Regions from separate parts of the Mus musculus genome. Here all the other regions are linked to region 1. A link is a contact called in public HiChIP or PLAC-seq and promoter capture Hi-C data. All regions are on one chromosome and are shown on one strand. Each heading gives the region's core, a stretch centred on a gene start, on an enhancer-like site or on the middle of the called end of the contact. The rest is flanking DNA. Distances are from core to core; before and after follow the strand shown. Region 1 holds the start of Snx29 (sorting nexin 29). Region 2 overlaps Snx29 (sorting nexin 29). Region 3 holds the start of Litaf (LPS-induced TN factor). Region 4 has its middle 7.4 kb from the start of Gm10832. Region 5 has its middle 16 kb from the start of Rmi2.

Region 1 (4,869 bases), core at 1,811-4,310:
GGAGGAGGGGGCAACCATTCTTGTCACCACAAAAACGGGTGACTACGGCAAGTCAAGTGTGCCAACTGCTTTGCAAAGTGTCATGGGGATGGAGAAGCCAACTCACACTAGATAATGAGCTTCCTAACTGGTGTGAAGCTGCTTTGAGAACCTTCTGTCAGGAGAGCTGGTGTTTTAGATGTCGTTAGGATGACCGTTTACCAACCAAGAATACAGTTTTTTGTCCTTTAATTCTGGTTTTGTAGTTGACATTGTTTATGTAGTTTTATTTTATGTGCATTGGTTGTTTTGTCTGCATGGAGATGTGAGGGTGTCAGATCCTGGAGTTACAGACAGTTGTGAGCTGCCATGTGAGTGGTGGGAATTGAACCCGGGTCCTCTGTAAGAACAGTGTTCTTAACCACTAAGCCATCCTTCCAGCCCATGGTTGAATTTTTGACTCTCTAAACCAAAACCAAAACAAGGTGGTGGTGGTGTATGCCTTTAATCCTAGTACTCAGGAGGCAGAGGCAGACAGATCTCTGTGAGTTTGAGGCCAGCCTGGTCTAGACAGCTAGTTCCAGGGCAACCAAGGCCACACAGAGAAACTTTGCCTTAAAAAAAAAAAAAAAGAAAGAAAGAAAGGAAGAAAGAAAGAAGAAACAAACAAATAAAAAAGAAACAAAAAGCTCTCCAACATCTCTAGGCCCCAGAATATTATGTTTCTATCAGGCACCCACAAACATGGTAGGTATATTTGAGGACAAACTGGATTCTCCCCATGGCCAAAGAAAGCAAGATTGTCCCATGTTTTTCTATAAGTGGAAGCCAGGCTAATTCTGTGTGAAATGCAGCAGGTGCCAGCATGCTCATAAAAATGCATGTGCTACTGCTGACAAACACGAACCTGGTACTGTTTTCAGCTCAAGTGCAGGTGTGTGCACTATGTAGGCTTAATGGTGCCAGAGATTGTTCTAAGTCATTTTACACATACAAAATACTATAAGGAAGGTAGACCATTATTACCTCCACCTTATAAATGTTGTCAGGACTGAGGATTGGCTTAGGGGAGATAGAATACTTGCCTAGCATACTCAATGTACTAGGTTCTACCTCCAGTTTACACACACACACACACACACATACACACACACACACACACACACACACACGGAGAGGGGGGAAGTGAAGAGAGAGGAGAGAGAAAAGAGGAGAGAGAGAAGAGAGGAGAGGAGAGGAGCAAGACACTGAGTGAGTCCGAGCAGGGTAATAGCCAGTGAATGACTGTTTTATTTTATGAAACTGTAACAAGACATTTGAGGCTTGTTAATGTGTGAAGTATCAAAACATATCAAAACATATCATTTTTCTTTTTCTTTTCTTTTTTTTTTTTTTGGTTTTTCGACATATCATTTTCCTTACAGGCTAGCCTTAAGCTCTTGATTCTCTCTGGACTGGGATTATAGGAAGGCAGGACCTGTTCCACACTTGGTCTGCCTCATTTGTGGAGTTGGAGAGCTCCACGTGAAGATGCTAGCATCTGGGGAGAGAGCGCTGTTTGTGTCCTCCCAGGGTGGAAGGTGGAAGATTTTAGCTGAAGCCATGTGAAACCTCTGTAGGACTTAAGACCACTGGTAAAGGGCAGCCTGCAGGTTTAGTCACCTCCCTTTCCTTTCTTTATTGGAATCAAATCCAGGATGGCACACATGTGTTCTTCCACTGAGCTACTACAGTTTCTAGCTCTTCATTATTTTCTTATTTCTGATCAAGAGCCTAAGTTCTCCAGGCTGGGTGACTCCAGCCTCATATCCAGCAGGCAAAATAGTCTTTCAACTCCATATTTAAAATAGGGCAAAACCCTGGATTTCACAGTTGCTGTGAATTTAGCTCTTGTGTTCTCTCAGCACCTACCCACCTTTCCTCTCACTGTTGCCTAGAGTCAGTTGGACAACTCTTGTAGTTCCCTTAACCCACTGACCCACTGTCATTCTCCTCAGACCCATTACAATGCATTCTCATTCTAGAAAGTTCTCTCTCTCTCTCTCTCTCTCTCTCTCTCTCTCTCTCACACACACACACACACACACACACACCCACCACAAATTCTCCCAAGTGCCTCAGGCAGTAATTCGATTCTTCTGTGAATGTTGGTATTAAAGGTGTGCATGGTCACACCAGGATTGTAAGTGAAGTTTCAAATTCTGACTGCATCACTGTGCTTTGCACTTTTATTCCCACATCCATCATCAAGAAAGTACAAACTCTCCTGCCTGCAGGGCCTTGCACGTGCTACTCCAACTACTGAACTATATCCACCACTCCGGTTTTACCACTCCGGTTTTACTTTTTATTTCGAGAGTCTTGAGAAGTTACCCAGAATGGCTTTGAATTCACCTTTTGTTTTTGTTTGTACAGAGAGTTGAAGCTTGGGCCTCCTGCATGCAAGGCATGTGCCCTCTCTACCAAACTTTTTTTTTTTTTTTTTTTTTTTTTCGAGTCAGGGTTTCTCTGTATAGCCCTGGCTGTCCTGCAACTCACTTTGTAGACCAGGCTGGCCTCGAACTCAGAAATCCGGGATTAAAGGCGTGCGTTACCACGCCGGCCATCCACAGCTCTTGAATTCTTGCAGCTCAGGCTCCTGACTTATCCTCTTGAATGTTGGGATTTAAAGCCTGTACCACCAGGCCCTGCAGGCCCATTACTCTTTTTTTCTCTCTTCTCTTTGAGACAGTCTCAAGCAGCCCCATCTAGCCTCGAAATCATTGAGTAGTTCAAGGTTGACCTTGAACTTCTGATCCACCTGCCTTCCCCCGAGTGCTGGTTTGACGGACATGCAACACACTACTCCAAGCTCTCGGTACGCGTATATCGCATCCTTGTCCGAACTTCAGTCTAAATGGATGTCTTTTTCTTGGCTCGGGGATTGGGAGGCATTGATTTTGTGAGGTGCCGGTTCTCTTCCCTGCTACCCTGGGGCGTCGATTTGCCCGAGTATTTTGGTTCCGGGTCGGGAGGCGGGCCCTAGGAGAGTCACTGCTTCCGGGGCGGGGCCAGCGGGCGGGGCGCGCGTTCTCCCGGCCTGTGTGGAGCTCGGCGGCTGCAGACGCGGCGGCGGCGGCAAGGCAGGCGGCGGCCCCGGGAGCAGCAACATGAGCGGTGAGTGGCGGCCCCGCTGCTGTCACCCGCCCCGTAGCGCCACTGCAGCCGCACGCTCCGGGCCCGGTGTGCTCACACGCTGCAGACCCCCGCGGGGTCGCTCGCAGGCTCGGAGCCCTGGCCCGGAGTCTCCTGCACCGCTCCCACTATCCCGGGGCTGGCGCTCCTGTCCCTCTGCCTCACCAGTGACAGCCAACTCCTAGAGCAGAGCTTGCTCCCAATTCCCTCCCAGACAGCCGATCCCTTTGACAGGTTTCCGCACCCCGGATTCTCAGATCTCTGGTACTTGCCTTAGTCCCTCTTTCTCCCGTGACCCTCCTGGGACTCAGCTCCAGTTACCAGCCCCTGGTTTTTAGTTATTCTCTGTTCCAGGTCTCTTCCACCCAGTGACTCCTCTTTCTCCAAAGGCAAAGAGCATCTCTAGACACCCCTGTCACACACAGCAAACCAGAGCGACAGCTCCGGGTCCCCAGAGGTCTCAGTGTTAGGACAGCTTTGTCTTCTTCCCTCCTCTTCCCTGCACCTGTGTCCCCAGAGCTGGCCAGTTAGCCTCGCAGCGTCCCTCTCCCGGTTGTGCCTTTTGTATTTGGGCTGTTAGTTCATGCTTCAGTTCTCTCCATGTCTTCCTCTAGCTCATCGTTTGAAGTCTCCGGTTGTGTCCTGAAGCCCTTTCCTTCTTGCCCAATGCTGAACCTAAATGGGGCTCAAGCGTTGCCCAAGCCAATACCACCAGCAGGGAGGTGGAGCGGGTGGGGAGTCTGGAAGTGAGAGGCAGGTGCTTGTGACGGCTTGTGCTCAGTGATACCGAAGTTTAGTCCCTTTGTCGGAGTCTGTGTCTTCAAGCCTCCCTCTGAAGAGTCCTGATGATGTTTTGATGTTTTGGTGCTAAGTCATTCCTGGGTGTTGCGCGTGGAGATGGGAGTGACTCAGGGAAGGCTTGTGTTGGCTGTTGATTCTCCTGCTGGACTCAGGGATCTGGATTCCCTTAGGAGGACCCGCCTACCCTCGTAGTTTCTGTTTTTTCTTACTGTGCAGCTGGATTTTCGTCTCTGCACCCAGTCTCTAGACTTGCACTCAGGTGTTTCATGGAGCGGAGAGGGTGCTAGGGCAAAGGAGCAAAGGGCAGTCTTAATTTTTTGTTTTTTAAATTATTTCTGTGCATCTTTAAAAAAACGTTAGATGCTTTTTGTTGCTCAAGAGCAAAGTTTATGGAACTGTGGTCTTATTGAGGGGACTAATGGAGGGGTTTTTACAGTTTACGTTCATCTGCCAAAGCAAATTACTGGGTCTAACTTAACACTAATGTTAACAAAAACGTGTGTGCCAGCATCCACCAAAAGGTGATGGAGCCCAATGTACTGGGTTCAAATCCTGGCTCTACCACATAAAGCAATATGCTTTTTTTTTTTTTTTTTTTTTTTTTTTTGGTTTTTGGTTTTTGGTTTTTGGTTTTTCGAGACAGGGTTTTTCTGTATATCCCTGGCTGTCCTGGAACTCACTCTCTAGACCAGGCTGGCCTCGAACTCAGAAATCTGCCTGCCTCTGCCTCCCAAGTGCTGGGATTAAAGGTGTGGGCCACCACCGCCCGGCAGCAATATACTTTTTTTTTTTTAAACTCGTGTTTTGGTTATTAGTTGGGATTTTCTTTTTTTTTAATTTTTTAAAGATTTATTTATTTATTATATGTAAGTACACTGTAGCTGTCTTCAGACATTCCAGAAGAGGGCATCAGAT
Region 2 (5,346 bases), core at 1,598-4,097, 340 kb after region 1:
TTCCACAGCCTTCCCCAACAACAAACATCCTGGAGCAAGTGTTCTGTGTGAGCCTATAGTTTGCATTCAAATCACAACTCCGACTGTGGGTAGAATCTAGCTTTTTGGAAACTCTTAGAAAAACAGCTGTGACAGCTGCCCTTATTCCAAAGGGAGGGGCCCAGCCTGCCTCTGGTTTTTCTGTAAACACAGTCACCTGCATCCCTGAGGTGATGGGATGGGTCCAGACATCTGGACCTCTGCAGTGTGTACTGCGCACACATGCATGCATACACACTCATGTACTCTCTTCCAGCCTGCTAGGCACAAAAGCCAGACAGAAGCCATTGTCTCAGGAAGTTGTGTTGGCTGTCTCCCAGTGACCACTCCTGTCATAGCAGGACTTTAGACTTGCTCCCTCAGGACATTTTGTTGGTGTAATGTCAGGTGCCTGAAGCCTGCCTTATAGGATGGCTCAGAGATGGTATTCTCCAATGCCAGAGACTTGAAGACAGTTTATCTACATCACACAGATACTCACCTCAGCCCCTGCTCTCATGCTAATGCCAAAGAGGGTTCTAGCAGGACCGGCCAGTCCTGAGGAGTGTGGAGACTCCTGTTCCTCTGCCTACAGGGCACTGGAAGTGAGAAGTGGCATTTTGGCAATTTTCAGAATGGGAATGACACTGGCTTCAAGTGTGTTCCAAGTTTAACACTTTTTATCCTGAGGATTTCTTACACTTTGGAGCCCACTGATGTCTGGCTGCCAACAGGCTGTAGCCAGAAACGAAATGCTGACACAGCGATGAGTGGGAACAAATCCACAGGAAGCCACCTCAGTGCACAGTGGTCTCTTGTCTTCCCTCCCTCTCATTTTTAGTATGGATGTGTTTGTGGTTTGATTTCATGTCACTTTCACATGGTGTAATTAAGTTTGCTATTGATCAATAAACTTCTAGCTTATGCTTCTGCAAATGTTTAATTTGATTCTCCAGATAACCCACCTTCCAAACAAGTTGAAGATCGGTGCCATTGGCCAACTGAGAATGCTTAGAGAGTAATCTTGGCCCTTAAAACAACCTACCATCCCCTCCTCCTTTGGCAAATGTTACAGCTACTCCGTTGATATGCAATACCACACCATCAGCACATATGTTCCTGGCCCTCGAGCCCCTCCCTTTAGAAGTACCTTTTCTCTAAGCTCACCTGGCGTCTGTTGTGAGATTAGTTTCAGCCTTTGAATCTACTCACCAGAAGCGTGACCCAATTAGGTTTTCTTTGTACAATGTTTCAGTCAAGCCCTTTTCTTCTAGAATAGCTGTCTTTCCTAGAGGCCACAGGGTGTTGTCATGGCTGAGAGGAAAGGTGGTACCCTAGAAAGACTCACTTAGTATTTGAGCTCCCCACTACTATCCCAGTCCTGCCAAAGAAATATGCATAGCCAGAGTAGTTAAATGTTTATCCAGCTGAGCATGTGTGTGTGGAGGATGCTGGGAAATTTTATTTTCCCCTATAAATAATAGATCATAGGCACTCAGTAGGCTAAATGGTTTGGAGGGGTGATGTTTTTATATTCCAGGCCTTGGGTCTCTTGGCTCCTCTTTCATCTTCTTTCCTAAGGTGGTGTGCTGTGTGCCTCAAGTCTCTTTTATCTCAGGCTCCATCTTTGTGTGGCTCTGCAGAGAGAGGGCATCTGCTAAGTAAGAAAGATAGCAGAGCTGCATTCGGAAATGGGGACTGCAGTGCAGAAGTGTAGGCTGCAAGGACCCGCAGCCTTCTCAGCCTTAGCACATGACATTTCCCATTTGGGGAAAAGCACCAATCAGTTCCGAGGCTGAAGCTGCCTCCTCCCACTCGTACCTGCTTCCACCTGTTGCATCTACTGTGAGCGTGGGTTGCCTCGAGAGCCTAGTGTGGCCTTGCTGTGTGGTGACTGTGATTTCTCGAGCTAGTACTGGTTAACTTCTCATGGCTACAGGCCATGAGAAATCCCAGTGCGGTTTCCTTTTCTGGAACATTCCCTCCCACAGCACTAAGTGTCTAGGGATTGCGGCCCGTAGCCCCAGGTGCTCTTAGAGCACTCAAGCCTCCTGCGGATTCTCTCTTGGCTTCAGGTGTCACTGTGATTCTATCCTGGTTTTTGTCTTTGCAAATAGGAGGGATTTTTATCCTTTCTTTGTATAATTTATTTGTCCCTAAGCTAGTGACCAAGGACATGCTATTTGCCATGCACTGCTTAACTTGTGCAAGAGCTGGGAGTGAGCCAGACTCTCACTGAGCTTTCTCTCATGACCCTATGTGTCAGTGGGGGCAGCAGGTCGGTGGTAGTGACAGGACATGGCCACATGTGACAGCATGTAAAGGCTGAGCACATATGATCTTTGTGGACATGACTCTTTACAGTTCATGTGACCGCATGTCTTTGGGCATGTTCTGACACTGAAAAACCTTGATTGGCATCCAGGCTGTCCTTCCCAGAGGACTGCAAGGAATGAGGCCCCCTTATTCCTGAGGGGCCTAGAGTCTGGAGGGTGTGGTAGACACACAGGACCTACATTTGGGCAGCTGCAGGTGAAGGGTGGTGTCTGTGGGGGGAGGGTTGAGGATCCCAGGAAATTTTGCAGGAGGTGACAGTTGATGGTGTGCTGCCTTGATGGTCACTGCCATCTCATGCATGCTCTGACCTCAGGCCCATGTGTCAGATGAAGTGTGGTGAACCATGGGTTGAGGAACTTCCACCGGGTCAGGATCAGGATCTGACCTTGTTGGTCTCATTGTCCTTCCTGTGGCGCTCTCTACCCACATACCTACCTCGTGGGCAGATGCCACGGATTGGTTTGGGTTATGCAATCTTGTGACCACAGTCCTCCAAAGTCTCTGTCCACTCTTTCATTTCCCCACCACTCACTGTCCTTGCTGGCATAGCAGCTGGTACTGGTGATGTAACGTCCTCACAGTCTCAGAGGGCACAGCAGTGACTGGAATGTGGACCTGCTGAGCCCTAGGGCCACGAGAAATGAGTAGAGGGGGACTTCCTTGGACATCAAGTGGTACAGTTTTCAACATATCCATGCTTAGGAAGACTTAGTCACTGCTCCAATTCAGATTTCAAAAGCTTAAGGGCACACCCTGTAAGCAGCTACAGTAAGAAGTGTACACATATCATGGGTAGGTATTAGACTTAGGGAAATCAAATGCAGTAGATTAGTAGCATCAGATCCCCAGTAGCATGGAAGTGTCCTCTGCTGCCTCTGACTGCCTCTGCCCCCACCCCAAAGCCTTCCCCCTGTAGAGCTGTGCACATACATGTCAAGCCAGTGACCTGGCAGATAGGACGTGAGCTGACACAGCGGCTTGTTGTGGAGATAGATCACTGTCTGCACTGTTCGTTCTGTGCTTTTGTTTGAGTGGTTACACTTTGGGGATCATTTGCTAAGTACATGCTTGGGTTGGGAAGTTGGGCTTGGGCTTGTGTAATTGTTAAATAATAGATATAGGGGAGATATAGGAGATATAGGAGAATCAAAAGCATAGACGACCACTGTTGGGGACATGGCCTTGTCACTGAGAGATCACAGGGTGAGGAGAAGTAATGACAGCTTTGCAGCAGCATGTCTGTTGAGGGGAAAGAGGCTGCAATGCAGGGACTTCAAGGAGGGGCACAAGGGCACCCGAGGAACGAGGAAGGAGGAGGTAGCAGAGCTGTATCCATTAACTTTCCTCACTGCCGTGACCACATGCCTGAGAGAGTCGACTTAAGGGAGGAAGGTTTCCTGGGTTCCTGGCTTAGATGGTGTCATTCAGCATCGAAGGGAGGGGGCATGGCAGTCGAGGCTGCTGGAGCCTCTTCGTGTTTGGTGGAGGGAGCTGAGCTGGCAGTGCTCACTCAACAGCTGTGGCAGGCAGGCAGGCTAGGGCTAGGACTAGAAGACCTTCTGAGTCGCACTCCTAGTGACACTCCAGCTATGCCTCCTGCCTGCAAAGGTTCCACATTCCCCCCAAACAGCACTGATGACTATTCAAATACCAACTCTGGTACATAATTGGTGCCCTGATACAAACCTAAAAGGATCCCGGCTGCAGGGTGGCAGTCAGAAGTGCTGTCTTCTCGGTTCCCTAAATGTTCAAGCACATAGCTCAGGAGTCATTTTCCATTTGTTGGGGTGTGTCACTCCCAGCTGAAATGAAGCCTCATTAAGGTGACCTCCCTAAAAGCCAACTTAGCGTTGACTGGAATGTAGCCTGTAGTTGTGTGGAGGCAGGGAAGATGGTTTCTTTTGGGATCACCTAGTTGCTACTGTTAAAAATCATCTGTGTATTTTTTAATAACTACACTTGTCCTTGTCCAGGCTTTAATCAGTGTCTGTTGACTTGGTGATGCCCTCACTTTAAGGCAGAAGTACCTCTCAGTGCCATGTTTACAACTGCTGAAAACATGTCACAGTTCCCTGGACTGACCCGGTGAGGAGAGCAAAGGAGTCTCAAGCTACAACACGCACCAGACGGTTTCAGTTGCTGGGATTTTGCTGTTAATAGAAACTTTTTGCTGGTAGAGTGGGATGGGGAGGAGTTGTTCTGTTTGGTCGTGGTCTTGAAGTCCAGTGGTTCAGGACCTTTTCTCTGTGCTTGCTATCATTTCTATTCCTGAAACTTGGGGCCTCCTTACAGTCAGCTCAGAAGTCACCCCCTGCCTAGGAGCAGTATTTTAAAAACCTGCCTAAGCTTGTCTGATGTCTCCCGACTTAGACTGGCATTTGGGTTGGGGGCGGATGCAGTTGCTACTGCTGGCCAGGGAGAGTGAGAGGCCAGGGACAGATGCTGCTCATAGTCCTGTGGCTGGAAGATAGCACCCATAGCCAAGTAGCATCACCAGAGTCCCTGCACCTACCTGCAGTCTGGGAGCAGGGCTACAGAAGCAGTGTGAGTTCCTTTAATTCATTGTCCTCCCTAGGGGAGGCTTCCCTTGGGAGCTGGAATTTGGAACTAGGGTTGGCTGCAGGAACAGGAAACCCTTTCAAATGATACTTACAAGTAACCCAGTGGAGAAGGTCCAGGCAGCACGGTAAGTTCTACAAACTCAGTGTCATCAAGGCTCCTATTTTCTGTGAAGCTGCTGAGGACTGTTAGTCGTGCCACTGAGCAGCCAGACTGCAGTAGATCTTGATGTGCAAGTGAAGGTCAATATCCCTCACCTCACTACACCAGTGGAAAAGGCCTCTCTGTTCCATGATTGGTCTGGCTCAACGTGGGCATGGTACTTTCAGGATAAGTGTCTCCTATATCCATCAAGACTAGAGACTAAAGACCTGTTTCCACCCAGCTGAGAGCAGTTAAAGATGGCACCCACAGCCTCTCAGCCTGTGCTGA
Region 3 (5,313 bases), core at 418-2,917, 330 kb before region 1:
TCCCCTCCTACGGCCAGGCCATAAAAGTATTGATGGACAAAGGAATGTATCCGCCAAAGGAAGGGAGCTACTATCTAGGGAGTCTAGTATCTTAGAGACTCAAGACACTGGGTGGATCTGATACCAATCACTGTGTCACTTGATTCAGTAAACTATCATAAGGATATTTTTTCAGGCAGGAATAAAACCATTCATTATTAATGCCTTTAGTGGAATAGGAAGGAGGACAATGGGCCTCTCCCACAGTAAGTAGATCTACAACAAATATTTCTGAGCTGGCCTGAACACCTTTAGAAGGCAGAACAAGGATTGGCTGAGAAGATGAAGTATGGGTGTTATTCTAGGTCAGGCAAGGCAAGCGACACACCCTCTGGATCCTGATCCAACTGATAAAGCCAATCGCTGGAGGAATTAGTGATACCACTCAGCTCCTTTCTCTCTGCATTAGTTCTACTTTAAAAGAGCCAATCTGAGAAGGCTGGAGCGGAGGGCAGAAGAGGAGGCAAGCACCTAGTGGTAGAAATGATTTTCCTTCAAAGGACTCCAATATGGAGTCCAGGAGTCCCTGAACCAGCTTCAGCTCACTCAGGGGAGGACGGTTTAATTCAGAAAAGGCTGGAGGAGCGGCTCAGTGGCACAACCCTGTAATTTCAACACTGTGGAGGCAGAAAAGTCCAGGACCAGCCTCAGCTACATATGGAGTTGGGATGCTAGCCTGGACTATCTAAGACCGTCTCAAAACAGCAAAAAGGGGATGAGCTTAGAGAGCCCCGTGACTTCCACAAACTATTTCCCAATGACTACCGCTCAGTCCAACAGAGAATGACATCAGCTTCACTCTCCGGAAGCACAAACCCGACAAAGTATTAGGTAGGGAATGTCCAAACGACCCTTTCTAAAACACACCCATGCTCTCCTCACCTCTTCCTCTTAAACCTCAACGGAAAGCTGGGGGCACGATACCGAATGACGATCAAAAGCACCGTCTAGACCCACACGGACCTGGAAACCACTGGGAAGTAAGAACTGGGCTGGCAGGACAGGCGGGGGTCACGTCCTCCTTCGCCTGGGCTCTAGACTCCGCGATCCTGAAGTTCCCCTGCTCTCCGATACGCTCGCACCGGTCTGGGAACCCGTGTGAAACTCACAGGGATAAGAGCAAAAGACGCGTGGGCCCGGAACAGCTAAAGAGCATCTGGAAAGTTACTCTACTTTTTCTCTATTCGCTTTTGCTTTCAGAGTACACACAGGGGCGTTCTCCAAATCGCAACTTAGATACTAAAGGTTACTAGAGAAAGTCGCGCCTTTTCCTATAAGCCCGAGGGGCATCATTTGGTGAGGTTCGGACGGAAGCTGGGTAGTCCGAGACTGAGAACCAAACACAACCGCACTGCTGGGACCCCTCGCCCTCAATCCCGCCCAGAGCGCGCCACCCCGGGTCCCACGACATCCCTGCTCGCCCCCCAAGGAGAGCGCGGTGCCCCGGGACTCTAGGCAGGTGGCAAAGCCCGACCCTCGCCTCTGTTGCCGCCCCGTGCCCAGCGCCCCGAATCTGGTGTTCCCCACCGGGCACCCAGCAGGGCCGCACTCACCGCTGCCCGCGCCGCCAGTCGAGCCGGGAGGTCTGCTCTGGCCGCGCGCGCGGGCCGGGAGGGCTCCGGGGAGGCAGGGCGAGCCGGGGGCGGAGATGTTTCGGGGCGTGGCTTGCTGGAAAGGGCCAGATGGGGTGGGGTCTAGGAGGGGAGGAGTAACAGCCTTGAGGCAGGAGGAGTAGGGATGAAGCTACGACCTGAGTGGGCTGGCGAGAGGCGGGGCGCGCGGAGGCGGGGCCAAAAGGTCGGGCGGGAGGCGGACTCTGGAGCCGCGAGGCCTGGGAGAGGGAGGGGAGAGATTATTCTTTGTTTCTAACAGCCACAACTACACCTCCACCAAAGTCAAGGCATAAAGACAACCTACAGAATGGGAGACAACATTTGTATGTTATGTAGCTGATGAAAGTTTATAATTTGAATAAAATTATATGATGAACAGTACTGAGGGTAGAGGCGTATATTCAAGATCGGCCTGATCTAAAACAGTTCCAGGCAAGCTAAGGCTTTATAGTGAGACCAGTCTCAAAAAAACAAAAACTAGCCAGACTGCAGTTCAGCTGTTAGAGGGCTAACATTAGCATGCATGAAAACAGGGTTCATACCCAGCGGCCCATAAATGAGTATAGTGCCACAAGCCCAGCACATTTTACGGCTGAACAGTTTCTCAAAAAAAATGTGGCTAATCTGAGAGACATAGGAAGTTTGAAGCCAACCTCAGATACACAATGAGACCCTGTCTCAACTCATCCCACACATACAAAAAAAAAAAAACATTCTTACAACGTACATGTGTGGGGGGGGTGGGGGGGTGCACGCACACGTGAGCGCACACAAGCTCACAGTAGTGTTTCACTGTGTAGCCCCACCCGGCCTTGAATTCACAGAGATCTGCTTGCTTCTGTCTCCTTAGTGCTGAGGCTAAAAGTGTATGTTACCATGCATGGCTTACATTTTATCCCCTTGCTTTAATGTGAGCACAGTAGCAGACAGAAAAGGCTGCAGGAAGAAAAGGTTTATTTTGGGTCACAGTGTGAGAGGGTTTCAGTCCATCTCCGTGGGAAAGATTTGGCAAAGCTGTTGAGATTATGGCAGCTGAAGCTATGCCGATGCTACTCACATTACAGTAGACCAGGCTGGAGAAGAGGGAGTGATCAGAGACAAGGAATAGAGTTAACCTTCAATGGCCACCCTTAGCAGATAGGCCCTGCCTCCTAAATCCTCCTCTGTAATTTCGGTGCTGGGATGGGAGAGATAGGAAGATCCCTGTTGTTTGCTGGCAGCCAGACTACAGAACTGGAGAGCCTTGGTTCAATTGAGATTCTATACCAAAAAGTATAATGGAGCACACCTGGCAAAGGAAATACCATATTATGGTCATGTAATTGCTTTTCCCTGGGTGAGGCTTATCCATTGTATTCCTCACATGCTGTTCCTAGGGTTTCCCCAAACATGGGTACCTCAAATGCTTAATGTGTGGTATGGGACGAGTAGTTGGGATACAGACTGGGTTCAAGCTCTCCCTTAAATTTTTTTTAATTAAAAAAATAAACACAGAGAACAATTGAAAAAGTCATGTGACATTGGCCTCTGGCCTGTCTACACGCATCTGTGCATGTGTGCTTATGTGTAATAACGTTGGAAGGGAAGGGAAGAAATGCTCTCCCTGGTGCACTGCTGGTACACGTGAGAGGGTGCAGCTGCTGTTCTGATTCCAGGTGGCACACACAACTGAAAACAAGTGTTCCAACGTGTAAGTCTGTACAAGACTGCTGTGGGCCCTGCTGTTCACCAAAGCTGAAGAAAATAAAAACCCAAGTGGTCAACAGATCAGTGGATATGTAAAGTACCATATGTGTGTGCCAAAGAGTAAGAGGTATCCAAACCTAACAAAAGAATTTACTGTTGCTTGCCACCATGGCCCGGAGATCTTGGGAACACTGTGCAGGGTGAAAGAAGGCCGACACAATGACCATTTATCCTATGGTCTCATTTGCATCAAGTGCGCCCAGAGCAGGTAAATTCCTGGACAAAGCAGATTAGTGGCTGGTTGGTGCTAGAAAGATCGGGAGGAGCAGGGGAAGCCACCGCCAGGGATGTCAGAGTGGTGATGGGTGCACGGTGCCGAATGCTTAGAGTGGTGATGGGTGCACGGTGCCGAATGCTTAGAGTGGTGATGGGTGCACGGTGCCGAATGCTTAGAGTGGTGATGGGTGCACGGTGCCGAATGCTTAGAGTGGTGATGGGTGCACGGTGCCGAATGCTTAGAGTGGTGATGGGTGCACGGTGCCGAATGCTTAGAGTGGTGATGGGTGCACGGTGCCGAATGCTTAGAGTGGTGATGGGTGCACGGTGCTGAATGCTTAGAGTGGTGATGGGTGCACGGTGCCGAATGCTTAGGTGCCACTGATGGGGAGCTCAAAGACAGTTAAAAGGTTACATTTTATGCTATGTAAACTGACTCCTTTCTTCCTTTTTCTTTCTTCCTTCCTTCATTCCGTTCTTCTCTTCTTCACGAAAGGTATTGGTGTAGGCATCTGCTGCCACACCCAACTTTATCTCCATGTGTGTCGGTGCAGTGTTTGTATGTACATGAAAGCAAGTGTGTGTGTGTGTGTTTTGCTTATTTCTCTCTGTGTGTGTACACGAGTGTGAGTGCAGAAGCCAGAAGTTAACGGGGGGGGGGGGGGGGGGGGGGAATGAAGAACAATCAAAGAAGACACCTGATATTTTGAAACAGGTCTCTCAGAAACCCTGGAGCTGCTGTTTCAGCTCTGGTGGGTGGCTACCTTTCCCTCACTCCCTCTGTGGTTGGGCGTCCACATACCAGTTCTCATGGTCCAACAACAAGCACTTACCCATTAGACCACATCCCCAGCCTCTTAATTCTTTAAAAATCTAAATAAGGGGTTTAGACAAGAGGAGAGCAAGCAGGAAAGAGCTGGCACAAGCCCCTACCTCAGAAGTGCACTTAAAAAATTTATTTATTTATTTTATGTGAGTACACTGTAGCTGTCTTCAGACACACCAGAAGAGGGCATCAGATCCCATTACAGATGGTTGTGAGCCACCATGTAGTTGCTGGGAATTGAACTCAGGACCTCTGGAAGAGCAGTCAGTGCTCTTAACTGCTGAGCCACCTCTCCAGCCCCCAGAAGTGTGCTTTATTAAAAGACAGAAACCTTTCTGAGTTCGAGGCCAGCCTGGTCTACAGAGTGAGTTCCAGGACAGCCAGGGCTATACAGAGAAACCCTGTCTCGAAAAACAAAACCACAAAACAAAACACCAAAAGACAGAAACTTGACATCATGACCGCCATCATCAGGCCTTGATGTGGGAGAGCCTTCGAAAGGGACAGTACATCACATTAGGATGATGCCTGTGGAAGGGGACAAGGAACCTGGAGAAGAGTGTCATGGAGGATGACCAGCAACCCTGTGGTGGTTTGACTAAGAATGACCCCCAGAGGTTCATATATTTGACTGCTTGGTCACTAAGACCTGACACTTTGAAAAGGGGTTAGGAGGTGTGGCCTTGCTGGGGAAGTCATTGGGGATGGGCTTTGAGGTTTCAAACACCACGCTTCCACCATGCTGATAATGTACTAAGCCTCTGAAAGTGTAAGCCAGCCCCAGTATAATGCTTTCTTTCACAAGAGCAGCCTTGGTCACGGTGTCTCTTCACAGAAATAGAACAGTGACTAAGACATCCCCTAAATAAAAGA
Region 4 (4,617 bases), core at 1,765-4,264, 300 kb before region 1:
TGTCCCAGAAGGGATGCAGGACATTAAAAATAACAGATTGCTACTGTGTTGGGGCATTTATCACAACTGTCCCACATATGACGGAATCTGTCTTAAAAAAGGAAAGTGTGGCAGATTGAAAAACATGACCACAGTATTTGGCAACTCTTCCCATTAAAGCCAGTGTCTTTCCTCACACCATACCTGGGCTGGTCTAGTGACGCACATGCAAACTCTACTGGGTAGAACCTGTGCGTGTGACACTGCAGACAGGTCTGAAGCAGTTGGTGGTAGCACACACCCATCATCTGAGTACTCAGGAGGCTGAAACAGGAGGATTGGCATGAATTCAAAGCCAGTTTCAGTAACTGAGTGAGACTATCTCAGAAAACCAAAATGGCTCTGGTGTGGCTCCGTAGGTAGAATGTTTATCAGGTATGAGTAATACCCTGGTTAATTCCAGCTGCACATAAACCAGGCACAGTGGCACATCTGTAATCCCAGCTGCCTATAAGCCAGGCAGAGTGGCGCACATCTGTAATTCCAGCTGCAAATAAAATAAGCACATCGGTGAACATCTGTACACATAAATCAAGCACGGTGGCACACATCTGTACATATAAACCAGGCACAGTGATGCACATCTGTAATCCCAGCTGCACATAAACCAGGCACAGTGGCGCACATCTGTAATCTCAGCAGCAGCTCACAAAGCAGACACAGTTGCTCACATCTCTAATCCAGCACCTGATCCAGCACTTGGGAGACAGAGACAGGAAAATCAAGAGCTTAAGGTCTTTCAGACCTTAAGTGAGGTCTAAGATGGCCCAGGCCACAGGAGATCCCTGCCTCAGAAGAAGAAAGAAGAAGCAGCAGGTGGGTGGAAAAGAAGAAGAGAGGAGGAAGGGAGGGATGAGGGAAAGAGGAGGGAAGGAGAGAGGACAAGGAGGGGAAGGGGATGGAAAAGAAGGGAAGAAGAACGAGGCTAAGAGGAGCAGTGGTTGCTGCAGCCATTAGGTTTCAGCCAAGCAGGATCACAGATGCCTGTAATCCCAGCCCTTAGAACAAGAGACAGGAGAATCATGAATCTAGACCCAACCTGGGCTAAAAGGAAGACCCTGTCTCAAGATCCAGGAGTCTGAGTCCTACCTTGACCCTCTGCACACTGAGCAGCATTCTAACAAGCATGGGGCTATTGCAGACAAGAGTCACAGTGCACAGCAGCCTACCTGTGAATGAGAGGACCCAGAAGTGGGCAGACTACTGGGAGAACTGTGCCATGCTGCTCTGTGTAAACTGAGCAGACTGTGTTCACAAATTTCCCTCATGTGATGCCCAGTTAGAGTTGGCTGGAAGAGAAAGAAGCCCAGGACACAGGGAAGAGAATCAAGTCACAGTGCAAGTCTTTGACAGTCACAATGGCCAGGCACCATAAGCCTGTGCCACAGCCTAATGCCATCCCATATCTGCTGCAGGGGAACTGAGTCTGTAACAGAAGGCCAAGCTCCCCCATGTAGGAGTCAAAGGGACTTCTCAATGGTTCACAGATAGCGCCAGCCTTTTCTTCTCATCATTCATCAACCCACCCACCCACCCACCCACCCGTCCATCCATCCATCCATTCATCCATCCATCCATCCATCCATCCATCCATCCATTCATCCACCCATCCACTCATGCATGCGTACATGCATCCATCCACTCTCTCACACATTCATTCAAACAGCAAGCTCCCGCTGCTGGCCAAGATAAAAAGTTCAGAACTGGGAGTCAGCCAAACTGGATCTGACTTCAGCTGCAACATACACACAGGCTATCTAGCCTCTGGGAGCATCAGTGAATCCTGGCAATGGCTCCAGGAGGCAGGAAATCTCAGGATCCTCACTTTTCAGATAAAAGAACACAGGCGGGCTGAAGAGATGGCTCAGCAGTTAAGGGCACTGAATGCTCTTCCGAGGGTCCTGAGTTCAAATCCCAGCAACCACATAGTGGCTCACAACCACCCATAATGAGATCTGACACCCTCTTCTGGTGTGTCTGAAGTCAGCTACAGTACACTTATGTATAATAATAAATAAAACTTAAAAAAAAAAAAGAACACAGGCACAGAAAGGTTGAGAAACAAGCCCATAGTCACAGAAGTCATCAAGGCATGGGTGGGATTTGAACTCAACAGCTGTCTCTAGCTGCCAGTTCCCAGTGGTTTCCAGGACAAGGACAATGGAGGAGACTCCCAGAGTGTAGAGCTTGTCCCCACAAATGGTGTGAACTGGTTCTTGGTACTTGGGAAAGAGATGACTTTTCCAATCTGATGAAATTAGGATTTGAACCCTTCTTCTAAGAGACAGGCCTTGGCCACTTAGACGCCACCTCCAATACTTCCAACTAGCCCCTTCCAGCCCACCTCTACCCTCCTGGAAACTTGGGTGTCACTGACCTTAGCTGTGGGGTGTTCATCCTTCCTGGCCCCAACCCAGGCTCTCTAACCACACCCAGCATGCAGCCATGGCTAGTCAATGGCGGCATGGCTTTCAGGATCATCTAATCCAAAGCCGTGGGATCCAAATCTAGCTAGTGAGACTCCTGAGACTCACTGAAGCTCCTGAGCACAGGCAGTTCTCTCCTAGGTCAGTGAGAGGGAAGCTGGGAGCACGAAGGACTCGTTCACCCAGCAGATGGAATTTGACCACTTGAGGAAGCACAGATCTTCCATTGCTGCCTGAGTGCCTGTGTCTAGCCATGCCTGAAGCTATCCCATCACCAATTCTGTTTGCACATAAGTCAATTTAATTCTGATTCTGTTCTTTGCAACATTCCATTAATAGTCCTGAATAGCATGCTACAGCTCATGCGTGCACACACACACACACACACACACACACACACACACACACACACGTTCTTCACTGGCCTGAAGCAAGCACAGCTGCTGAGAAAAGACATGGTGCTTTTCAAGGAGATGTGGGAGGGGAAGATGTTTCCCATTCTTCTGGGATGAATCAGAAGATAAAAGTAGAGCAAGCTGTTTTCCCAAGTGTGCCATCCTGCCTGACCACAGGACTCACATCAGCACCAGCCAGGAGGGCGGGGCCTTCCCAGGGCTCCCACAATCTGCCTATATCATCTCCCTGGACTCAGCCCCCAGCCTCAGGAGCTGGGTTGTTTTTAGATTTCTCTGGTTTATTTTACTGTTTTGTTTTGTTTTGTTTTGTTTTGTTTTGAGATAGGGCCTCGTGTAACCTAAGAAGACTGCAAATTCTCTATGTAGCCAAGGAAGATCTTAAACTTGTGGTCCTCCTGTCTCCACCTCTCATTTATTGGAGTTGCATGTGTGCCCTCGTGCCTGGTTTATGTGGCACTGTGGATGCAACCTAGAGGATTTGTGTATGCTGAGTGCTTGCTCTACTGACAGCTCCATCTCCAGCCCAGCAGTGCATTTACAGCTTCCAGAAAACACCTTGTGCATTGTCTTAAGTTTCCATTGCTACAATGAAACCCCATGACCAATAGCAAACCAGGATGGAGAGGGATTATCCTTACACTTCCACATTCATCAGTGGCCAGTTCAGGACCACCAGCCCACGATGCACTGCCCCTAGGGCCTAGGGCCTTCCACATCAACAATGCCCACAGCCTTGCCCATGGGCCATCCTGATGGAGCCATTTTCTCTGCTAAGGTTTCTTCTTCTCAAGTGACTCTAGTTTGTGTCAGGTTGACAAAAAACAAAACCACAAAACTACAGAACCCAAACCTAACCAACACAATGCACGTCCAGACTGAAGAGAGCTTGGAGGCCCCCCATACAGTACTGCCTTGTCCAGAAAGACCGACAGGGCTTCTGCAGGAAGTTCTGGTACCAAAGAGAAGCAGATGTTGCCTTTGCCCTTCCTACCAAGCACTGAGCTCCCACCAAGACCCCAGAAACTCTGGAGTCAGCAGGGGTCAGACAACAAGGGACAATTTCCAGAGACTTCCTCTAAAGACTTTCGGAAAGACACACAGTGGGGGTATCAAACATGACGTCATTTTAGACTGGGTCATAGAGGCAGCTCCTGAGTCAGGCACTGGGTGTACAGGTGGCTTTTTGGAAGGAACGCAGTAGAGGCCATATACTGGCTATCCCTTCTTCTGCCTGCTCACCTGCTTCCAGACAAAACACTTGAAAGTTGTTGCTTAAGAAGAGTACAAAAAACCTGAGGAGCTGGTGCCTGCATGCCTAGGCTTTGGGGGACACAGAGGCAGGTTCTCATCCTGCCTCTTCTGGAGCTGGGGGCTCGGGGGATGCTGGCTTAGGGGTAGGAACATGGAGCAAATGCGTGTTTTAGCCCAGAGCCCAGGCAGTCATCACTGACTTATTTCAGCTTTGCCTGTCTCCAGGTGTCACTGGCCTGAGCCCTGAGAGAATGTCCAGCATCAACTACTAGTTGGAGGCTCTGTGTGTGTGTGTGTGTGTGTGTGTGTGTGTGTGTGTGTGTGTGTGTGTGTAAAATGCCTTCTTGGTGTATTTCAGCATTCACAGAGCCTGACAGGCTTCCATCCAAGCCAATCTTGGCTTTGCTTTGTAGGACTACGGGACTTCAGAAGCAGGGAGGTCAGCAGAGGCACATCCAAGTAGTCTCCACGTCTCTTTCTACCCT
Region 5 (4,612 bases), core at 1,178-3,677, 470 kb before region 1:
TGAACAAGCAGGGATGTGGTGTGGACAAAGATCAGCCTAAGAAACAGAGGCCCTGTGCTGGGAAATTCAAAGCTACAAACACCTGCTCCTCCCTTCTGGCCAAATTGGGTGAGGAAAGGAAGGGCTTTGAAATCTCATTATTGACTGCACTTACCTACTTCATGCATATGTACATGCAGAGCTAGGAAGGGGGGCAGGAGGACCAGAAGTTTCAGGTCATTCTTGGCTACATTGCAAATTAGAGTTCAGCCTGGAATATATGAGACTATCTCAAAAAGAACAATGTTAGGGAATAGCAGAGTTGGTGATTGCTGTTTGGCTGGAATATTCGACTTTACCAGATGTTCTGGAACACACGTCTGGACTGTCTTGAGCTGTGTAGGATGACAGACTCATGGGGTTGCTGTTCTTGAATGTGGCTTGTGTATCTTGTGGGGTTGCCAGACACAGTGGATAGAATATACAGGCTGCCTTTCACAGGATCAATGGGATAGAAACTGTACCTCCACAGTGGGGAAAGCCAACAGACAGCCTTTTGCCAGATGATCTGGCTCTAATGTCACATGTCAGGGTGACCATAACTAAGCCCCAAGAGGCTGGAACCTAGGTTTGTTTCACTCCCGAACCAGTTCCCTTCTCTTACTTTGCTCCAGTAGAGCAGGGACTGTCCCACAGGGTCCTCGGGAATCTGGGTTGGCCCCATTACCCTGGAGAGGTGTGTGAGGACATGACATCTTCCATATGTCTGACCACTAGGATGATACAGCACACACCGCCATGCATGTAGTCACTTAAAACAACAGATTTCCCATCTCTGCTCCCATGAACCAAGTATCTCTCAGCATAGCTGGGTTCTCTGCTCAACCTCACTGGATGGGGAGGGGACCCAGAAAAAGTTTCGTCCTATTTGTTGACAGCATTTAGAACGCAAAACAATAGGACTTAGAGCTTGTTTCCTTGTCACTTATAAACTAGGGGTCCCCCAGAGCCCTCCTCTGACTTCATATCAGTATTGTGTGTCCAGCTCATCATCTTGTTTCTCAATTTCCTATCTTCCCTCTCTGGGCCCCGGGTTTAAAAGTTTTCCTTTCTTAAAGTAGTGTGGTACTTAAATTACACCAGTAAATATCTTTTCATTGGCATTTGAATACCAGGAAGAAGGTGGGTCTTTTGTAAGTGGGAGTCTTGTGTATAAAAGACTCTTAAGATCCTGCCACAGGACCTGCAGGAAGGACAACAGCATAAGGAGTTAATTCGGGTCTTGGAGGCAGTCAATGCTTTCAAATCTAGGCTCCACCACCAATCAGCAGGCTGCGAGCCTCTTGTCTGTAAAGTTTGAGCACACCGAGCTTGTTTAATTCACCTTGTTGGCTGGGGCAGACGTCCTGTTTGCTCACCTGTCACAGAGATCATAGATCCGCTTTTCCACATTCTTCAACTTGTGTGGTTGGCAGTGTGGCCCTTTAAGACCAGCAGGCTTGGTGACTCCTCCAGGATCTTGGCTTCTCCGTCTGGCTGGCTGCCCCAGACTTGGCACAGGGAAGAAATGTCAACAAAGAAAGGCCTTTTTGCCAATATGAATGTGCAATAAAACACAAATCCAATTCAAACATCAGTGCAACTGCACGTGTAGATGAGATCTGACTGAGGTGGGCTAAAGAGTGCAGCTAGAAGTTAGTTCTCACTTCCGCCCCCCTCAAAGGCTGGTGATCGAGGGAACATTTGCTGGTGGCTTCCTGATGGGAGCCCTATGTCTGTTTTTTTCCACACTCATGCTGATGCCCTTAAAAACCTTGTGAAATTATTTGTGGAAAAAAAAGGACGAGAGGCATTTTGGGTAATGGCAAAGCTGCAAAGGTTCCAACATGGGTGGTTTTATAGCTAATTGGAAAAACATGTTTCTTCCAAGTTGACTTAATCTTTTCTGCAGTGCTTGGAGCCTTGAGAGTTCCCAGAGACTTAAGGGTGTAATCGCTCCAGGGTGGTCACCCCAGTGATAGCAGGAGCAAAGAGCCCCTTCATGCCGTGCCAGCATGTGAAAGTGTTTCCAGGTCCATCTGGGGACCCTGTCAATAATAATGATTGGGGCATGGGCTAGGTGTTGGGGCTAGCAGAGCGAGAGGCCAGACTCTGGCTTGGAATTTAGTCTTTGGGGCGTAGACAGGGAAAGGAAGCTGTGATGCTGAAGGGTCTGAGATCTGTGGGCTCCCAGCCTCTGTACCACGTTCATTCCTTGGGCCTGTCACCCTTTGGCAGGGATATTTTGTTTTATTTATTCTCAGACAGGGGCTCTCTTTGTAGCTCTGACCATAATGGCATAACTATGTAGACCTGGCTGGCCTCAGACTCAGAGATCCACTGTCTGCCTCTGCCTTTGAGAGCTGGGATTAAAGGTGTATGCCTCCACACCTGGCTTGGCAGTTACCCTAAGACTTCTGAGTCAGAGGTCCCTACCTTCTCTTTCCCTTTGGGGTTCTCCTGTGCTGAGGATTCCTGGGGACAGACGATTGGCTGACCCACTACTACACCCTGGCTCCTCTGGCTCAGACCCTGGAAACACAAAGACTCGAGGCCTGTGTCTGGCCAGTGGCTGGTCTCAGTGCTCGGGTCTTAGTTCTCTTGGCTGCTGGGTTGGTGTATGTGAGTTTGGGGTAATGGTGCCCTGCAGTCCCCTGTTTCAGGATAAAATACAGGGCATGGAGCTTGCCCGTGAACAAAAGGCAGCCCTGCTGTTAGAATTTCATGGCTTTGTGGTCCGTTCCCCCCCCCCCCCCCATTCTTTCTTGAACTCCCAGAAGAGGCTTGGCAGGGAAGGAAGGGCAGTTTGGATCCCTGAGCACTGCTGGGGAATGGCCCTGCCCTTAGCTTGCTCTAGTCCTGCCCAGAGTCTGACCACGGAACTGCTGGTACGTAGGCCTCTGGCGTGGGCTGCTGGCCACCTCAGTCTGCTGGGAAGTGCCCCTGTGCTATGCTACTTTACTTGTTGCTGTTACAACCTGTCACAACCAACTTAAGGAAGGGCTTATTCTGGCCACCGTTGGAGGGCACAGTCCCTCGTGGTAGGCTTGGGGGCAGCTGGCCACATGGCATCCATAGACAAGAAACAGATGAATGGGGAGTGCGCATTTTGCCCCTTTTTACCCAGTCCAAGACTCGAAAATGAGATGGTGCCACCACTTTTAGGGTGCAGCTTCTCAGTTGAACCTCTCTAGAAACACGCCAGAGATAAGCTGACAATGAAAATTCACCAACACATGGGTCTTGTCCTGCTCAACACAGGCTGTGTGCTGGTGACAATCAGGACAGGCATGTTCCAAGGGAGGACAGACCTTAACCACAGCAAGTGTAGAGCCAGCCCTCCCCAGCTCTGGCCTCTCCTGACAGTAGTGGTCCCACCATGTGAGAGGTGGTCAGCTAGGACTTACAATAGCGGAAGGCCTGATCTCCAGGCTGCTTAAGGTGGGGTTAGGAAGCGGCCCTCAAACGTGTCTCCCCATGTAGAAGGGGAAGTCTCTCTGATCTTAACCTTTTTCTTTTTCCTTCTCACTCCAGCCCAAAATTTGATTTATTTATTATATGTAAGTATACTGTAGCTGTCTTCAGACACACTAGAAGAGGGCGTCAGATCTCATTGTGGATGGTTGTGAGCCACTATATGGTTGCTGGGATTTGAACTCAGGATCTTTGAAAGAACAGTCAGTGCTCTTACTCGCTGAGCCATCTCGCCAGCCCAGCACCTTAGTTTCTAATGTGGTGGGGACAACTAGTTTGCAGCCTTAAGGGTGTTTAACCACAAAGGGGCATTCTGACCGCTGGCAGACAACTGCCAAGGTGTGGCTGCGGGTTTCCTTACTGCCTCCCAGCCCGCCCCTCTGACGCTCCCCGGGGCCATGATTGATCTCATTGCTGTCGGTTGGATAAGTCTTTTTTTTTTTTTTTTTTTTTTTTGAGACAGGGTTTCTCTGTAGCCCTGGCTGTCCTGGAACTCACTCTGTAGACCAGGCAGGCCTCGAACTCAGAAATCCGCCTGCCTCTGCCTCCCGAGTGCTGGGATTAAAGATGTGTACCACCGATGCGTGGCTCAAGAACAGGTTTTATGCTGTGTGTGGGACCCACTGGCTTGTGTACCTTCTGCCTAACTGACGGGCTCCATGGCTGACCAAGCCTGCACTTTATGCAAACATTGAATTGCCCCAGCTGCCTGAGATGAATGGTTCTAAAGCAGGAATGGCTTCTTAATACAGGGTCACACAACTGATACTTAAGGTTGGGGGCTGGAGAGATGGCTCAGTGGTTAAGAGCACTGACTGTTCTTCCAGAGGTCCTGAGTTCAATTCCCAGTAACCACAAGGTGGCTCACAACCATCTGTAATGGGATCCGATGACCTCTTCTGGTGTGTCTGAAGACAGCTGCAGTGTACTCATATACAATAAATAAATGAACCTATTAAGGTTCAAGTTGGGAGTGGTAACGTCCCCCTTTGTCATCCAGCACTGGAGAGGTGGAGGCCTGGAGGCTTGCAAAGCTGTCACTGCCAGGTGACCTCACTACCAAGGGTGCAGAGGGATAAGCCAAACCAAAGCAGACAAATCCCATGGGCTCAGGCATTCT

Evidence for each region. Promoter capture Hi-C pulls out the DNA fragments that hold promoters and counts their contacts. HiChIP or PLAC-seq counts read pairs in DNA pulled down with a chosen protein or histone mark.
Region 2: a promoter capture Hi-C map of liver shows a contact between it and region 1, with 2.0 times the contacts expected there. The contact joins the enhancer-like site here to the promoter of Snx29 in region 1. A contact is called at or near these places in 2 of 39 promoter capture datasets (the HPC-7 cell line and liver) and 1 of 115 datasets of contacts at active chromatin or transcription factors (large pre-B cells).
Region 3: a contact with region 1 is called in a promoter capture Hi-C map of embryonic stem cells, with 8 read pairs. The contact joins the promoter of Litaf here to the promoter of Snx29 in region 1. A contact is called at or near these places in 17 of 39 promoter capture datasets (the 3T3-L1 cell line, 3T3-L1-derived adipocytes, the HPC-7 cell line and 12 more), 2 of 484 Hi-C or Micro-C datasets (both in embryonic stem cells), 4 of 115 datasets of contacts at active chromatin or transcription factors (effector CD8 T cells, embryonic stem cells and extraembryonic endoderm stem cells) and 1 of 9 other capture datasets (adipose tissue).
Region 4: a FOXA1 HiChIP or PLAC-seq map of pancreatic cancer cells shows a contact between it and region 1. The contact joins the enhancer-like site here to the promoter of Snx29 in region 1. A contact is called at or near these places in 7 of 39 promoter capture datasets (the 3T3-L1 cell line, the HPC-7 cell line, HPC-7-derived erythroid cells and 4 more), 1 of 15 datasets of contacts at CTCF or cohesin (stem cell-derived epiblast-like cells), 1 of 484 Hi-C or Micro-C datasets (pro-B cells) and 2 of 115 datasets of contacts at active chromatin or transcription factors (bone marrow-derived macrophages and pancreatic cancer cells).
Region 5: a contact with region 1 is called in a promoter capture Hi-C map of 3T3-L1-derived adipocytes, with 2.9 times the contacts expected there. The contact joins the enhancer-like site here to the promoter of Snx29 in region 1. A contact is called at or near these places in 13 of 39 promoter capture datasets (3T3-L1-derived adipocytes, the C10 cell line, the HPC-7 cell line and 9 more), 2 of 484 Hi-C or Micro-C datasets (muscle stem cells and neutrophils), 2 of 115 datasets of contacts at active chromatin or transcription factors (microglia and pancreatic cancer cells) and 1 of 9 other capture datasets (pancreatic islet).

Annotation. Positions count from the first base shown.
Region 1 is chr16:11,319,844-11,324,712 of GRCm38.p6, forward strand. Snx29 (sorting nexin 29) reads left to right here and starts at 3,061. Exons shown (of 21, transcript NM_028964.4): 1 at 3,061-3,135. The coding sequence starts at 3,129. Tnfrsf17 (tumor necrosis factor receptor superfamily, member 17) reads left to right here. Exons shown (of 3, transcript NM_011608.1): 3 at 1-225. The coding sequence ends at 115.
Region 2 is chr16:11,663,249-11,668,594 of GRCm38.p6, forward strand. All of the region lies in intron 18 of Snx29 (sorting nexin 29), which reads left to right. Among named protein-coding and RNA genes, the nearest start is that of Gm32100, 82 kb to the left of the region's middle. Within about 2 kb of position 2,848, at least 27 of the 459 cell types and tissues checked have an H3K27ac peak or open chromatin away from gene starts, as enhancers often do. A contact at or near this core is called in liver, where this site is marked.
Region 3 is chr16:10,991,454-10,996,766 of GRCm38.p6, forward strand. Litaf (LPS-induced TN factor) reads right to left here and starts at 1,668. Exons shown (of 4, transcript NM_019980.2): 1 at 1,593-1,668.
Region 4 is chr16:11,022,082-11,026,698 of GRCm38.p6, forward strand. No RefSeq gene overlaps it. Among named protein-coding and RNA genes, the nearest start is that of Gm10832, 7.4 kb to the right of the region's middle. Within about 2 kb of position 3,015, at least 43 of the 459 cell types and tissues checked have an H3K27ac peak or open chromatin away from gene starts, as enhancers often do. A contact at or near this core is called in pancreatic cancer cells, where this site is marked.
Region 5 is chr16:10,848,589-10,853,200 of GRCm38.p6, forward strand. No RefSeq gene overlaps it. Among named protein-coding and RNA genes, the nearest start is that of Rmi2, 16 kb to the left of the region's middle. Within about 2 kb of position 2,428, at least 89 of the 459 cell types and tissues checked have an H3K27ac peak or open chromatin away from gene starts, as enhancers often do. A contact at or near this core is called in 3T3-L1-derived adipocytes and muscle stem cells, where this site is marked.